Linked DNA regions of Mus musculus: all the other regions are linked to region 1. The links are chromatin contacts, called in public targeted proximity ligation maps. All regions are on one chromosome and are shown on one strand. The core of a region is the stretch at or near the end of the contact, and the rest is flanking DNA. Distances in the headings are between cores, read along the strand shown.

Region 1 (3,871 bases), core at 375-2,874:
ATCACCATCATCACCACCATCATCATCACCATCACCACCACCATGATCATCACCATCACCACCAGACACATTTCTGTGCAACACAAACTTCAGATCTCTACAAAGGCCATTACTACTCTACTGCGAGAGCAAAAGAACCAGAAGGTTTTCTGAGGAATCAGAATTTGGCCAACGTGATATTGACCTATATTTGGACTTTTAGACTTATTTTTTTTTTAAATTGTTTGTATGCATGAGTGTTTGTGTGGAGGGTTGTGCACATGAGTGCAGGTGCTCCCAGAAGCCAGAAGAGGACACTGGATCCCCTGGAGCTGGAAATAAGAGGCTACTCTGAGCTGCAGGATTGAATTTAAGGGTTCTCTCTCTACACAAGCGGTAGATGCTCTTAGCTGATGAGCCATTTCTCAGCCCTGAAACACAGTCTTTTTTTTTTTTTTTTTTTTTTTTTGATACAGAGTTTCTCTGTATAGCCCTGGCTGTTCCTGGAACTCACTTTGTAGACCAAGCTGGCCTCAAACTCAGAAATCCTCCTGCCTCTGCCTCCTGAAACACAGTCTTAAACCTTAAATTTCACTTCCACCTCCAAGGCTATTTATTAACTGTAAGCCTAGTTATAAAGAGAGACTAGTTATAGGTGTGGAGAGATAGTTCCAAGATCTTTGTTCTGTGAAATTCAGGTCAGGGCATGTGGACACGGCTCACCTTTAAGATGACTTCTGATTGGTGGAAAGATCATGTTGCTTCAAATGCTGCCACTCACACTAGCTTAAATAATATATGCGTTTTTATTAACTATTTGAGAGCTTCTTACAATGTATATTGATCATATTCACTCGGCTTCTTACTAACTCCTTCAAAATCTCCCATCTCGATATGTGTCCTTGTAGATGTGTGTATATTTATTTATTTGATAATTTAATAATCCATCAACTCAATCATGTGCTATTAATTTATCCTTCTGGGTGTGGGGCCATCCACTAGAGTGTCACATTGGTTTTGGAAAGCCATTTAAACCCAACGTTTCTTGATAGAATGGGAATTTCATGGAGGGTGGGTGTCAGGGCTGCTGAGAGGAAAGACTAAGGAGCGAGCAGCAGGCTTGGCTGACATTCTACAAACACTTGAGCGTTTTGAAACGTGCTCACTTTCTGCAAAGGTTACTGTCAAAATACCGCACTTCCTCAGCGAGCCCCTGTATGCCCACACACTGATTGTTTTAGGATGTGACCAACTTCTGTGGAGTTGAGCTCGTTGGCTTCATTTTTCCCTGCAACGTTTCCTCCGTACTCATTGATTTCCATGGCTACACGATGATTGCTTCCTGAGAAACAAAAGAACACATGTGTTTAGAAGCGAAAAGGAAACATACAGATCACCTATTGAACCTCAGCCCTGGAGAGCCCCGAATAAATGGAAACTTTTCTTTCTTTCGGGGTGTGTTTGAGGCAGAAAGGATCTCAACAGTCATTCTCTTAAGTTTTACTCTCCAATTGTTGTCCTTGGGAGGGGCCAGACTCTGTCAGGGACTGCAAACCAAACTGACTCCCACAAGTTCTGTAGGATAGGCTGTCCGCAGAATCAACATTTCTGAGCAGTTGCAGATCTGGAGAAAATGATAGCGGGTAATGGGAAACTTGAAGAGATAAAGGGTAGTGAAACCTATTGTGGTCAGGCATGTCTGCAATCCCAGCATGCATAGGGCTGAAGCAAAAAGATCATATTCAAAACCAGCTTGAAGTATTGTGAGAGCTATCAAAAAAATAAAATCAGCTAAATAAGTTATTCTGTCAACAAACCAACCAAAAGACAACAGCATGGTGCAGGAAGAGATAACTCACCATTTGAACTGATTTTATTTTATTAATTGAGGATATCAACAAACATTCACAAAGACTTCCATGTGTGAAGTCCTGTTCTAAATGCTCTGAGAACAAAGGTGAAAACACCTAGAGATGAAAAAAATTTAGCCGGGCATGAGGGCACACACTCTTAATCCCAGCACTCTGTGAGTTCGAGGCCAGCCTGGTCTACAGAATGAGTTCCAGGACAGCCAACGCTACACAGAGAAACCCTGTACTAAAGGAAAAGAGAGAGAGAGAGAGAGAGAGAGAGAGAGAGAGAGAGAGAGAGAGAGATCCTGTACTAAAGGAAAAGAGAGAGAGAAACCCTGTACTAAAGGAAAAGAGAGAGAGAGAGAGAGGGAAGAGAAGAGAAGAGAAGAGAAGAGAAGAGAAGAGAAGAGAAGAGAAGAGAAGAGAAGGAAGGAAATTCTTAGTTTAGTATTCCAGATACAGCCTCTGAGTCTTGTCTAAATATTCTCTGTACAATTTGGGACCTGTAATGGCTTTGAGGAGAGGTCAGGGCTGTGCGTGATGAGCCTTGAACACACAGAAATTCATTGACTAAAGTAGACATTTCGAAGCCTGCTCTGAATAACAGAAACTGCATCCACCAATACCTGCAGACACTCAGGGGAGAGCTGGAAACCAGAGCTTGGCGGAGACCGACTTGGAGAGGGAGAGTCAGGTGAGGACCTCCTTGCTGGGGACATTACTGTTAGCAAGTGGGTGTTCAGTGCATGGAGAGGGCTTCAAGAAGAGAGGAGAGAAGCAGAATACAGTAGTTATGGGCAGATCTGTGTTCAAATTCTGCTTCTGGGGTTTATAGATGGATCCTTCTAGCTAGTGTGTGTGTGTGTGTGTGTGTGTGTGTGTGTGTGTGTGTGTGTGCATCACTGATATTGACTGCAACTGGACCCCATTCCTCTAGCTCAAGCTGAAACAAAGGAGATCTTTGTCTACTGGTGTAGTCAGGGTTTCTCAAGGACTTGGAGCACAGTAGAGGTTTCAATTGTTTTATATATATATATATATATATATATATATATATATATATATATACACAAAAATGTGTGTATATATACACATATATACAAAAATGTGTGTGTATATATTTTATATATATGTATATATGATGTGTATATATATTATGTACACACACACACACATATACACATATATACATATAGTTATTTTTTTTTTAAAGATTTATTTTATTGATTATATGTAAGTACACTGTAGCTGTCTTCAGACATTCTAGAAGAGGGAGTCAGATCTCGTTACGGATGGTTGTGAGCCACCATGTGGTTGCTGGGAATTGAACTCCGGACCTTCGGAAGAGCAGTCGGGTGCTCTTACCCACTGAGCCATCTCACCAGCCCACATATAGTTATTTTGTGACAAAGTCTTAATGTATATTCCAGGCTAGTTTTGAACTTGTTATCCTCCTGCCTTGGCCCTTGAAATACTGAGAATACAGGAATATGCCATTATAACTCTAAAGTCTTACGTAAGTAGTTTTATTTTTTAAAGATGAATGATTATGTTTGAAAACTAAAGAACTTAACGTAGGAAGTAATTGCGTCTGGATTTTATACTTCCTTCATGTTTTATGGGTCACTGATTTTTTAAAAACTCGGGCCTAGGGCTTTAAAGAAGCATCCACGGTACTCATTTCAGAAAAACAAAGGAATAATGCTACTCACCGGAACAAAACGGAAATGCTCTCTGGGATTGAGTGATGGGTCAGTTGGCAAAGTGAGATGCAAGTAGAACCTGATTTCGGATCCCCTGCACCCACGGAAAAGTCAGGCTCAGAGATGTGCACCTAACATCCGAGCACTGGGGATGTGTGTATGGAGACAGGAGGACGCCTGGATGTCATTGGTCAACCAGTCTAAATGAATCAATGAGCTCCAGGTTCAGTCTCAACAACTAAGGCCAGGGTGACGTCTCCCCAGGCAAGCCTGCTCGCTGCCAGGCCGAGATACTTGAGTTTGATTGGGCACCCCATGTGTAGAAGGACAGAGCTT
Region 2 (3,871 bases), core at 569-3,068, 410 kb after region 1:
CTGCCTCAGATGCAAAATGAGAGGTTAAACCATGTGGCCCCGATGTTCAAGAGTAGTGTGTTGGGGATATGAAGGAAAATGAGCTGTGGAAAGGAAATGGAAAATTCTAGTCTTCCATCTTTATATGTCCTTATTGTAATCTTTTACATATCAATGCAAAGATGAATTTTTTTATTTATAAGAATTAAGGTTTGCTGGGTGGTGGGGGTACATGCCGTTAATCCTAGCACTCACTAGGCAGAGGCAAGCAGATCTCTGAATTTAAGGCCAGCCTGGTCTACAGAATGAGTTCCAGGACAACCAGGGATAAGCAAGAAAGTTAAGAATTGAATTTCTTTCAAAATGGACAAGTTGGGTGGTTTTCACAAGCTCTAGTTATAACAGGTGGAGGTGTGTGAGTCCCATCTGACACCTCACAATTCTGACAATAAACTTCAAAGGATCAAAGAAGGTTCCATAGTATGGACTCAGACACAGACTATTAGGGCCATGCCACATCACCCACACGGAAGTCCTCCACAGCTGTTCCTTCCTAGACATCCAGATCCTAGTGGAAAGTTCTGGTCCACGTGCATTCGCACTAGTTAACAATCTGGCCTTGAGGGGTTCACTAAGAGCCTATAACAGAGACCAAACACTTTCTGGAGAAACAAGCTCTGCTCATAGAGGGGCCATTTGGAGCTTTCAGTAACTAACTACAGATGACCTAAGGAGGGAGAAGTCTCCGGCACATTTACTATAAGGCTGGGTTTTCCCACTTGCGTGGGCTCGTGCAGAGTCTAGATACTGTACCACTTTCATGAAGAGAACAGAACTTGGGAAGTTGGGTGTCTTCTTAAGGCTTTTGATCACCACCGATTCTACTCTCTCTCCTCCGCATTCCACCACCAGGCTGGGTGATGTGACAGAAGCCATCTGGTAGTTTTTCATATTTCTTAAGCCCCAAGCTAGGATCTGGGGAAACAAGTTAAAGAGAAGGGAAGTAAACCTGACATATTACACACACACAGATGCACTCACACACATATGTGAGCACACACATACACACAGAGAGTCACATGCACGCACACACACACATACACACGTGCACACACATATATGGAAAAATCCAATCTCAATCACAGAACACAGTACAGTCTTTAAGATGGAGCGATGCACATTCGTCTAAAATACCAGTGCATATTCTCTTCAGGTGCCTGTGGAAATGCAGAGAAAGTGGTTTTGGCCCTTCCCTTTTGTCAGAACTGCTGTAAGTGCTGCCGAGTCAGTCAGCATCTCTAGATCTCACCTGCAAACAGGACTCATGTGATCCACTGGGGGTGGGGAGTGGGGGCAATCTGGAAGATCAAGTCTAAACCTCTTGCATGGTAAATGACCTGCAAGCATTCCAAACTGGTAGCAGCTGTTTGAAGCTCCCTGTGTCTGTTTTCGAACGCACAGCAAAACAGAGGCGCTAACAATGCTTCCCTTATCAGGACCCCGTCTATCTAGCTAAGAGGTTATCTCCACCAGCCTGGGTCTGCCCTAATTATCTCCCTGGTCGCCACTGTGGGCTGCTTCCCCCACCCCCACCCCCACCCCCGACCTCCTGCCTCCTTTGCAGACCTTCTCCTTGTTCACATGGCACTTTCTCTTGGGTTATCTTCTCTTTCTCTGGTGAATTCCCCCCAAAAGAAAGAAATCCCTGAGATCTGCTTCTTATTGCTTTGTTAAGATGTCTACTTTCTATGACTATTTATTTCCATTGGGGGAGGGTGTGAGCCGATTTTATAGGAAGTTAGAGACAGCAAGAAAGCATGCAGCACAATGCATGCCCTACACTAATGGTCCTTGACACACCCTTTGGCTTGGTCAAGTAAAACTCAGAGAGAATACATACCTCAATGGCAGTGAGCTGAACCACAGGCCTGATCCCCTGAGGGACCATGTATAAGTTTGGTGCTCTTTGAGAGGGGAGGATGGGAAGGTTGGAGCCATCCTGTGGAACAAACGCAGGCTGTCAACACTTCCCTTTCATTAAAGCAGAGAGTACCTGGAATGACTGAGGTGCTCTAAGCAGCTCGTGGAATCCATGAGCAAGAACAAAGCGATACCTTGTTCCTCAGAATCAACTCTGCTGTTACGAGGACATCCCCACAGGCCTTGTCTCCATTCATAACAGGATGCCAGAGAAGCTTAGGTGTGATGTCCGTTTCTGAGTTCAGTTTCACCAAGGGAGAGCAAATGCTTCGACCTAAAAATTCATCTTTGCCCTAGAGAAGGAAACCCACACTGAAACTCCTGGTCAAATAGCCCTGCAGACGACTGTCATGCCCCCAAGTCATCATAAACTGTCCTGTTACCTACCACTTGGTCATTGTCAAAAAGTTCTATGGTAACGTTGGGTGGGTTCTGTAGAACTGTTTGGGGTTCCCCAAAGATTTCAACCTCATCGAATATAATGGTTTGGTCCCAGGTGGGATTCAGGGTGGAGTGGATGATCTCAGTGGTTTTGCTTCGATGGAGGAAGGAGACATGGGCGTATGGATCTATGCACAGAAAAAGATATTAACAGTAGAGTCTCGGAGAAGTCGAGCTCCTATGACAGTGCGTTTCAACCAAAGACTTTTCATCTGGACATAGTGGTCATATGTTTTCACCACCCCTTTGAAGACAAGGAGTTCTGAAAGCGGGGCACCACAGAGGACAGTATCATGGTGAGAAGTGCCTAACCGAAGGCCCTGACATGTGCAAAGGATTGCTTCTCTGGAGTGCACTTATCCTCAGCAAGGTTCATTGGGCACACAGTCTTTCACATACATCATCTAGAATACAAGCTTCGCAACCAGACACATCTGGCCTGCTGTGCCCCCGTGACCTTGAAAGAAAAAGGTTTAACCTTTCTAAGCCTCCGTTCCTCCCTCTTTGCCACAAAAGTAATTTCTGTTTTCCTATTGAGTAGAAAATGGGATGACATGAACATGTGAACTGCCTAGAACAGAGCCTATTATCCATTTCATTGGTAAATACCGGTTATTTTTATATTTTTGTTTCTATGTTTTTGATAAACTGACAAATATAAGTTTATTTTATGCTTTTGTTTCTACTGTTATCTATACAGAAAGTTTTGTATTTGTATTTGTATTTGTATTTGTATTTGTATTTGTTGTATTTGCTGGGTTTCAAGAATATAGCAGTAACTAGGAAAGGTTTAGTTGTTCTCAGAATTTACAGCTTGCAACAGGACTAAAAGTTTTCTTTTGCCCCACTGATAAATCTTGTATCCAACTGGGATACAAACATCAGTGAAGATTTTTCTAAGAATTCTGATTGGATCTATAGTGAGACAGTGTCCCCTGGTGGATACTATTTGAAAATGTCCTAAAAAAAAAACATTTTGAAGTTTTGTTCTACAGAGTAGGATAATCTTGATCAAACTTTTAGACCAGATCTAGATAATCTGGTCTAATATTATTAGGAAAGGAAATAATTCACTAATACTGTGTAAAAGGAGTGCTTGGGATATGAATAAGAATTGACACAGTGCATGATATTATCAGACAAGTGTTTTAAGAGCTGTTTCCATAGAAGAACCAGGGAAGCTTGGAAGCCATGCACACACAAAGAGAGGTCAGAAGTTGTTCTTCAGGGCACTTTATTGCTCAACCTGTGATGATTAGTGTTTAAGGGCCTCGTGTATTCTGGGCACCTCTAGCACCCAGCAACAGTTCTTAAAGCAGTTGGGAATTCATCAAGTAATGACTGTGTGGTTCTCTTCAAGCATACCAGTAGAGTCTCTACATGGAAAGGGTTTTATTGTAAGAATTGAAAACAAAACAAGATACAAAACCCACTTGATGCTCGATCGACCCAAGCTAGCCTGCCATGTAAG
Region 3 (3,871 bases), core at 857-3,356, 360 kb after region 1:
CTATCAACAAACTCTCACCAGACACAGAGAAACACTCCCTCCCCACAACTTGGGATTTCCCAGCTCCCAGAACTGTGAGATACAAATTTCTGTTGCTTATAAGCTGCTCAATTTTGAGTATTTTGTTCATTAACCCTGAAAGGCTCAAAAGTGCCGTTCCGCTTGGTTTCTACGGATGGCTTTCAATTTGTGAGCCCCTGGAGAAATCCTGGATTCTTATCTCTAAATCTTGTTCTCCTTATCTACAAAGCTCTCACTGTGTGCATGGGAAAAGGGGAGGGGCAAAGATTGTAAAAACCTGAACCCCACCCCTACCCTCCACTCCAGTGTGAAGTACATGGATCATGAACTGTAGCTCTGAGAGGTGTCTCAGCTGAAAGACATCTCAGGTCATCTGACCTGATAGACTAGGAAAAGGAGACTCAGACAGGTCACAGGTTAAGACAGATGATGGAGTCCCAGTGCTGGTCGTGAAGTGTGGGACTCTGATCAAAGCGACCTGTGTGCAGAAGTGCAGGATTGATTCCAGAACCTTAGAGGTCCCCAGTCAGGCTGGCATTGGGCACAGAATGGTGTGTGCATGCGTGCATGCATGAGTGCATGTGTGCATGTATGTGTGCGTTAGAATTTTTAGGGAGGTGATTGGCCAGCTAAGCATGCTGGCTGCCTGTGAAGACACTGACCATTCATTTGCAGTTCATCTGAACACTAGGGACTGGCTTCCCTCCCTGGAGCATGGCAATCGCAGAGCCAATGTGGTTTCCAGCCTCTAAGCTCAGAGTTAAGTCTGTGTGAGGACAAGTTTCACTATTCACCTCTGTAATTGGTGCCTGTATGGGGCCCAGGGGAAGCCAGGAGGTTGACAAATGAGGTTCGAACCCCACTCTTTTCTTTTGCTCCAAAGATCCCTCATCTATGCTGACTGTAGTGTCTCTTTCACCAAAGATGCTGTGTCTACATCAGCACCAGTCTGTCCAACACTTTCATCACAGGCCAGGTATGACAGTGTACACAGACTCACCTCTCTATAGAGCCTTTGAGTGCCCTCCCCAACTCTACGAGAACGTCTAGGGACTAAGAGGGACTGAGAAGATGCACTTCCCTCTGTACCCCACTAGCGCCCATCTGGTTGGGCATTTCAGAGGGAAGACAGCCATTCTTTGCAGCTCCAAGGTGCATCCAACTTCAGGTGTGGTGGCCCTGGGGACGGGAGACAGGTCACGGCTTGCCCTAGTGTTTTGGGTGCTCACTGCCAGCAGGAGAAACCTTCTGCGTGGAAATTACTTTAATTTGCAGTTGACAAAAGGCAAATTGCTGACATTTTTCTGCTAGGAGCCTGGAATGTAACCTTGCACTACTGCCCCAGACATTCCAGGTGGCAACTTCCATTAGCCGGCCCAGATTTTTAACTTCAAACAGGCTATAGAAAAAAGAAAGAAAGAAAGAAAGAAAGAAAGAGAGAGAGAGAGAGAGAGAGAGGGAGGGAGGGAGGGAGGGAGGGAGGGAGGGAGGGAGGGAGGGAGGGAGGGAGGGAGAGAGAGAGAGAGAGAGAGAGAGAGAGAGAGAGAGAGAGAGAGAGAGAGAGAAAGAAAGAAAGAAAGAAAGAAAGAAAGAAAGAAAGAAAGAAAGAAAGAAAGAAGAACTTAAGTCGTTTTACAGGTGGGCAAACCCACAGTCTTGATTTAACTCCACGAGTTCTCTCCCTTTGAACTCTACTGTTCTGGGCAGCTTAGAGAGCAGAGTCCTTGTGGGCATCCCATCCTGGGGTAGGGTTCTAGCCTTCATTGTGCTCCGCAGCAGTTGCAGTCTGCAGGACGGTGATTTTTAACTGGATGGAAGACCCTTCTGGTTTGGTAGACTGTGTGTAAACTGACTGCGAGGCCACGGAAACAGAGACCTGCTGCACCTCTCTGCAGGAAGCGTAGGATTCAGCAGGATCCCAGGTTCCTTCACGAGTGAATACTTGAATGAATGGGTGGTTTCCCGTTTTTTCTCAAGACCGGAGCATTTTTGTCTGTCTAGTCGTAAACTTCCAGAGCATTCCAGAAGAAAGGGCATCCTTTAGATGCGGTGGTGCTGGTCACCTTCCACTTAAAATATGTCCCAGAGATGCCTGTCTTGGGTGGGGTTCCGGGGAATGCAGACTGAATGGAATGCCTTTTGTGCCAACTGGGAACCTGAGGATGCTGCTGCCATCTTGTGGACAGTATTTGAAATACACGTCTATGTCTTCCCAAGATTCTGGCCCGTTCTACAATGGAATATTTTCCTTTGGAAAGCATTAGGCTGTGTTTCCAGAGCCACCCTTAACTGATTTCTGTTCTCCTGCGGAAGTAACAAAAATGATCGCGATATCAATAAATATATTTATTGGGTTTAAAAAAGTTTAATAAGACCAAGATCTGACGCCCAACTCTCTGCTTTGCCCTAACTCTTGGCCGTTTATGCTACACTTTACCTTGCTGCGTCTTTTTCTTCTTCCGCTGGTGTGGCAGTGCATTTGTACCCAGGATCACATTGTGTCTCAGCTATCTGCTTCCCCAATGGCAGGGACCTGAGAACTGATCAAAGTGTTGGGGGTACAGATTTTTAAAATTAAATCATTCGTTTATGTTTCGGGGTGCGGTGTGAAACTAGGACTTCACACTTGTCAAGGACACACACATTCAACAATTGGGCAACATCCTTGACCTCTGACTACAGAGATTTTTTTTTGACCCCTGTGCACCCATTATGTATTACATTTGGTTTGGAAACACTGTGTGTGTGTGTGTGTGTGTGTGTGTGTGTGTGTGTGTGTGTGTGTGTGTACAAATCCACAGGAGAGGTATGCAGTATGTTCCTGGAGTATATTCTTTGTTTTTTGTTTTGTTTCATTTTGAGACAGGGTCTCACTGTATAGCCCTGTCTGGTCTGGAAATTGTAACGTAGACCAGGTTGGTCTCAAACTCACAAAGATCCGCTGCCTTGCCTCGAATTGGGTTAAAGGCATAGACCACCACATTTAGTTCTTCCGAAATATATTCTAATTGAAGATTGATGTAGATTTTTAATGGGGTGCTTAGCAACCCCATTAGTTACTTGTAAGTTCATTTTTACATGGATCAGTGTCCCCAGGACTGCCCAGGTGAGCTGTAACCATTATTTAAACGGTTGCTTTGTTATTTTTAATTACATGTACACGTCTCTGTGTGGGTCTAGGCACTCTGCTGGTGCCCAAGATCCCAGAGATATCAGATGTTCCTGCAGCTGGAGTCACACGTGGTCATGAGTCAGATAATGTGGGGGCTGGGAACGCAACTCAGGTCCTCTGGAAGAATAATACGTGTGCTTAACCACTGAGCCATCTCTCCAGTCTGAGCTGTTACGGTTATTAAATTCATATCTGCACCCCATTTTGGAGCTCTTGACACAGGGTTGCTCTTGCGGGAAGCCATTTGAATGCACCTGGAGGTGGGAGGGTGGAACAGCAGCCCACAGATGTGGGCACTCAACCAGTCGTACATATACCACAGTCTGTATTTTGAGCTGAACCACCCAAGTGCAGCCTCTAGGTTTAAAGAAGACTTTTGAGCAGTTTTTTTTTCTTCATTGTACTAAATGGAGTCCAAAGGTTCACTTTTTAAAAGCCTTTGTGGTAGAATACAAAACTTAGAATACATTTATAAAAAAAAGACATTGAAACGCTTTAGACCTGCAGGTCCATCCTTTGTGGGTATAAATGTGTCCCTATGTATTAGTGCATTTGAAGGGACCACTTCCTACGCGACCATTTTCCAAGTGCTGTCTCTAGTGAGACCAGTGTCTGTACAGAGGAGGCTGGGGCCTCTCTGAGGCCAGCCCCAGATCACATCCCAATCTGTATACAAGC

What was found.
Region 2: a contact with region 1 is called in a targeted proximity ligation map of extraembryonic endoderm stem cells. A contact is called at or near these places in 12 of 39 promoter capture datasets (the 3T3-L1 cell line, 3T3-L1-derived adipocytes, HPC-7-derived erythroid cells and 7 more), 12 of 484 Hi-C or Micro-C datasets (the HL-1 cell line, cardiomyocytes, cerebral cortex and 7 more) and 3 of 130 datasets of targeted methods (the NIH/3T3 cell line, extraembryonic endoderm stem cells and trophoblast stem cells).
Region 3: a contact with region 1 is called in a targeted proximity ligation map of extraembryonic endoderm stem cells. A contact is called at or near these places in 5 of 39 promoter capture datasets (the 3T3-L1 cell line, frontonasal cranial neural crest, hippocampal neurons and 1 more), 5 of 484 Hi-C or Micro-C datasets (CD4 T cells, brown adipocytes, cardiomyocytes and 2 more), 8 of 130 datasets of targeted methods (the NIH/3T3 cell line, embryonic basal ganglia, embryonic forebrain and 5 more) and 1 of 9 other capture datasets (embryonic stem cells).

What each region holds. Positions count from the first base shown.
Region 1 is chr19:37,522,272-37,526,142 of GRCm38.p6, forward strand. No RefSeq gene overlaps it. Among named protein-coding and RNA genes, the nearest start is that of Gm41842, 22 kb to the right of the region's middle.
Region 2 is chr19:37,933,968-37,937,838 of GRCm38.p6, forward strand. Myof (myoferlin) reads right to left here. Exons shown (of 54, transcript NM_001302140.1): 33 at 2,347-2,528; 34 at 2,094-2,252; 35 at 1,880-1,978; 36 at 793-954. Among named protein-coding and RNA genes, the nearest start is that of Gm52397, 50 kb to the right of the region's middle.
Region 3 is chr19:37,884,800-37,888,670 of GRCm38.p6, forward strand. No RefSeq gene overlaps it. Among named protein-coding and RNA genes, the nearest start is that of Gm52397, 99 kb to the right of the region's middle.